2 separate regions of the Drosophila melanogaster genome follow, and region 1 is linked to region 2. A link is a contact called in public HiChIP or PLAC-seq data. All regions are on one chromosome and are shown on one strand. The core of a region is the stretch at or near the end of the contact, and the rest is flanking DNA. Distances in the headings are between cores, read along the strand shown.

What was found. HiChIP or PLAC-seq counts read pairs in DNA pulled down with a chosen protein or histone mark.
Region 1: a contact with region 2 is called in a Psq HiChIP or PLAC-seq map of the Kc167 cell line, with 5 times the contacts expected there. The contact joins the promoter of fog here to the promoter of lncRNA:CR44885 in region 2. A contact is called at or near these places in 4 of 107 Hi-C or Micro-C datasets (the Kc167 cell line and wing imaginal disc) and 1 of 6 datasets of contacts at active chromatin or transcription factors (the Kc167 cell line).

Annotation. Positions count from the first base shown.
Region 1 is chrX:22,853,803-22,856,502 of dm6, forward strand. It overlaps fog (folded gastrulation), which reads right to left and starts at 1,392. Exons shown (of 3, transcript NM_001272855.2): 1 at 1,241-1,392. The region is part of intron 1 of CG42346; the gene reads left to right.
Region 2 is chrX:19,786,863-19,789,562 of dm6, forward strand. It overlaps lncRNA:CR44885 (long non-coding RNA:CR44885), which reads right to left and starts at 1,294. Exons shown (of 3, transcript NR_123962.1): 1 at 1,180-1,294; 2 at 344-433; 3 at 1-281.

The DNA.
Region 1 (2,700 bases), core at 142-2,641, 3.1 Mb after region 2:
TTACTTTTGCTGTTTTATATCCCAAAACAAAGATGCCGAAGAAGGTGCGCTGCTTTTGCTTTTAGTTGCTTCTTCTTTGTCTTTTCCCCACTTTTGTTTTTCTTTGATTGTGGGTTAATATCAAGTTGTTGTAAAAATAAATTAGCATACAAATAAATAATAAACACCACAAATTGGCTCGTTTTGAATTTCGATTTGATGGCGGTTGAGCTTAATTTTTTGTTTGGTTTATTAAGAATTTTATATGTATGTGTTGATTGGCTTGCTGGTAAGAGCCAGTTCAAACTTGTAAGATACTAAATTTTTTTCAGTTGCTTAAAGTTTTCCCGTCGCTGGCTGCCTTTCATTTTTCGCTGCAGTTGTTAGGCTCATTAGGACAACACGGTTTTGTATTCGATTTTGTTGATTTATCTATTTTATTTCTCCAACTGTATCACATGTATTATCATATAATTCACAAAGACTTTTGCGCACACGAAAAAAAAACACACTACAACAAATCGACTTCAAAAGGTATCAATGGTAACATCCTGTTTGGGAAAAACGAAAGAGAATTATTTTGTATGCAACATTGAGTGCAATTCAAAAATAATGCCTACATGTGCACCGAAAATAGCTTAAGATTGTGAAATATTGTAGATATTTAATATATATCATTGTGAAATAACGTTAACTAAATATTTATAACTCAAAGCTAAGCTTCAAATTATGGTTGGTACTAGTATTTTAAAGTTGATCTCGGGTTTTTCAGTAGGCGAATCTATATGTACGGCGCACATATATTTTTAAGATTATAAATTATCGGACGCCTGTTGCTGTAAAGACAACAACAAGTACAACGACAACTGTTTCACAATGTAGTATAAACACAAAAGCGTAGTATATTTATACATGCCTCGTAGTATGTATTTTATTTTATTCTACTTTATTTTCACTTCGTTCGTTCTCTCTTTCCTGTTTCCTTTTACAGATAAGCATTCGAATGTTTTTTTGTTTTGTTTTAGTTTAGGTTCTTGTTCAAATTCAAATTAAAATCGGGTCAAATTTAGATAAAATAAAAGCACACGAAGAAACGTTTTTAAGGGACACAATCAGAAGATATTTATGTATATTACAAATTTATATTCCCATGTTACTATTTGCTTTTAAGTTATATGCGCCACGTTTTGACCGATTGCACATGTCTCTTAAATATCGAATTTATGTTACAAATTCAATCGAAATGATAGTGTTACTTTACTTTTTTCATTTGCTACTATTGTTGGTGATTTTTATCCGCTTTCTTCCCCCCTCATTTCTTTTAAGTTTTTTTTTTTGAAGAGACTGTAGCGGGCGGACAAGAGAACACGCACCGTTACCGATCACGTTCACAGTTGTTTTTTGAATGAGAAGCGGCTTCGAAACGTGTCGTCGCAGGCGTCGACGTCGGCGCCGCAGTCGCTGCGACAGACAGAGAGTGGTCAGATATAAATATACATGTACTGTATATATGTATATGTACGCGCGTTCGACAATGATCTTAGCCGAGAGAAAAGAGCCGATGCGCGGCATTAGGGAACTCTTTTCAAAGAGCGCGCTGAAGCCGCGCTCAGTTTTCATTGCTCTTAAGTTGCAACTGCACAAAGAAATCATTTTGCTGTTTTGATCGTGCATTGTTTTGAGTATGTATGTCATTAATTTAAAACAAGAGAGAACGCTATAGTCGAGTTCCCCGACTATCAGATACCCGTTATTCAGCAAGTCCAAGTGGGACGAGACTTTTCAACATTTTTCACGAACATTAGTAGAAATTGGTGGGAAAAAATTAATTTTAATTCTCTAAGGTCTGGGCAGGATATATTGGGCGGTTTAAGATAGCATATCTTCGGCATATCTATAAATTGGAAAAACAACTGGTTTAATACAAAAAAATTAAATCATTTCTCAAAAGTGTGGGAGTGTCAGTTTTGGTGCATTAGAGTGGGAATTTTTATCATATCGATAAAAATTAACAAGAGTCATAGAAATATGGAAAACTATCAAAACATTATGCAAAGGTGTGAGCGTGGCAGTTTTGGGAGGTTTGTGGGCGTGGCATCATGGGGAACAAACTTTCGCTGCGTCTAATGTCTCTAGAATCTAGCTTTTATATTTTCTGATATCTCGACGTTCATACGGACGGACAGACAGACGGACATGACCAGTTCGACTGGTCCTGATTGATCCTGATCACGATACATATATACACATGTACATATACAAGTACATGTACATATACATATACATATATGGTTGAAAACGCTTCCTTCTCCCTGTTACATTCTTTTTAACGAATCTAGTATACCCTTTTACTCTTCTCGACAATTCTCTTTTCTTTTTTGTTTTTCCCATACATGATTAACATTTTCTTCTGTTATGTTCTCTTGTTCTCAATTAGGGAGATGCTCTCTTTTGGCCGCCTGCAAAGGATGATTAATGATGTTCTCTGCTTTTAATTTTTTCTGAATGCTGCTAGTTGTTCAATTTAAAAAGGCAGTACGGCTCTTCCTGGTAATTTTCCGTTGGCTGTTTGTTTCTATTTACATATGTACTATGTATGTATGTATGTACCTTATTAAATAAAATTTTTATTTTCAATTTTGTCCGAGTTCGGTAGACCCCTACAGACACTACTAACATTCGGAAATATGTAAGGCTAACTGGAGTGGCCGGCTTAATAAA
Region 2 (2,700 bases), core at 44-2,543:
TATATCGGCAGATTTATACGGACGGACGAATGGACAGACGAACGGACAGACGAACGGACAGATAGACAGACGGCCGGAGAAGGGAGGGTGGATCTTGCGTGCTGGTGTCAATCACAGTCCTTCTATCGCTCGGGTCGGGTTTTTGGTTCCTCTGCGTGCAACTTGTGTGCCGCAGTTAATGACTTTTTAATTGAGCAGGTACAGATGTCCGTCCCAGCGCCGTCACTTTTTTCCCTCTTTTCTCTTAATTGCGCGGGACGATGGGCAACTTACACCTGTAACTTTGAATTCTCAATAATGCAATCTAGCGACGTGTATGCAGGATTTCAATGCTGTAACTCACCACTGTCGTGTGCAGTAACAATATGTTTTTGAATTAAATTAAAATAAAACATTAGCTTTGTTTATGCCATCACTGTTTCATTATTGAATCCTGCAAGCAAAGTTGATCAATTAAATGTAAGTGTATGTTTAAAATCAAATAGAGAGGATTTTACCACAACTTTCAAATTTGTTGACATATGTATGTACATGAAGACTTATTTGTTTATATACTTGCATATGTACTTGTGTAGATTTCTATGTAAACGCATGCTATTATCTAGTATTTACTCTTCACACGGTAATTATGAATTACACAGCAGAAATTGCTCACTTTTCTTTCTATACTCTAAAAGTGGGTATCTTAGTTTTATAGATCTCCTCTATAAAACTGTGAAAATAAACCTTCTAAACTTTCTAAAAGTATGTATATGTATGTAGATTCTTGAAAAAAAAATCCAATTAATAGTAAAAAACTCAAGGATTGTACCACATACCTGTGTACATATGTATGTACGTACATAAGTATATGTACATACATGCATATGTACATATGTATGTACATACGATCCTATAAAAACATTCGCGTTGAATATTGTCGACTTTATAGGGTTGATTTTAAAGATATTTTCAAGTAATACGATTTTTGTACCCGGTACATGAGTATATCATAACACATTTTTATATACAATATGTAACTTGTAAGCAAATTAAATACAATCTTTTAATCTTGTATCTGCCAATGGAAAAAGTATGTACATATGTTGATTTTGATCGGCGCATCTTTACCAATTTATGTACATCTATACATCCAGATATGATCATTATTATTACTATTATTCATATTATTATTAATACTTTGTGCGGATCGCTGTGGTGGGCCATTGTTGTTGTTTTTCTTTCTGTTGTTGTTGCTGCGTTTGTTGCCTTGTTTGCTTGTCGGCTGTTTTCGTTTGCACAATATCTATATCTTACTCTCTTTCGTCCCTGGCGTTTTCTTTCGTTTTCTCTTCCCAATCTCCGCTTGTTTGCCCAACACTTCTTCTTCTTCTTCATCATCTTTCACAGCGCTCTCTTCATCGTGCTCTGCTTCTTCCTCATCAGCGCCTTGAGTTTCAGTTCTCATTTGCATATCTCAAAGATTTTTATTTTTGCCAGTTACGATTTCAATTACTCGCGCCAAAAGAAGAAGAAGACGAAGCAGCAGAAACGCGAAGAAGAGAGTGATAGTGATAGATGGATTGGGATGGGAATGGGTGGTGGGAAGAAAGAGAAGATCGATGGGAGAAGAAGAAACGGAAGAGCCGAACAGCCGGCAAGCAAAATAATGATCGTAGAGCCTCTTAAAACAGGGTGAAATGCGAGAAAACCATCACAAAAACTAAGTACACAAATTCACATACAGATACAGATACGAACGCCGATGGAAAAACACAATGGGCAACTAAGCCAAACCAAAACAACAAAACGAGCGACAAATACTGCTCGATCATAATTGAAAAATGCTTGCTGGCCAACAAAAACAATAACAACAGCCAAACAACAATGAGAGAAAAAACAGCAGATGCAGAACGCACCAACAACCAAATGCCATCGCATATTTTTAAGCAGTGGCAAAGGAAGAGAAAGGGAGAGAGAGGGAGAGCGACACGAAAAGGAGTTGAAAATGTAAAGGAATTCAATTTGAAATGCAAACAATGCAGCTCACACACACGCATACTAACGCATACGAATGGGAAGTGCAGTAAAATGGCAATGGAACACGAACAGCGAAATGAGCAGAGAAGAAAACATCGCGGCGGCAGAGCCGTCGGCTGAGGCAGAGGCTACACTCGCAGAAAAACTATGCGAAGTAACAGTAGTGTGCCCTGTGTCCATTTCATTATTATCAAACTAGATTATACAAATATAGAGAAAGGGTAACAGTGATTTACGTACAGGGTGTGAAAGGGGATAATCTTAATCTAATTTTATCCACAATGTATTGAAAACACAAATAAATCTTCTAGTGCGGCATACCGATAATTAGAGGGTTATGCTGATTGTACTATTACAAAAAGGCGCTCTTACTCAAAACGTACATTTCAGTTGTGTAGCACTGTAAAATGCTTATTTGTAGATCCAAATTTTGGTTCAATTTAATGAATTGGTTGTTTTACGAGACATTTATTTCTGTGTAATGTTAACTTACAATTTTTACTACTAAAAGTAAGAGTATACGAATTATACTATTTGAATCTAACGGATGATTGTATTGAAAGTGGGAATATATGTATATATATCTTTTATTATAGCTTTTTGTTCTTATCTTAACTACCTTTTTTCATTTATTAATTAATGTCACAAAGTCGTAGAGTTGCCACATAGTGCGACAAGGCA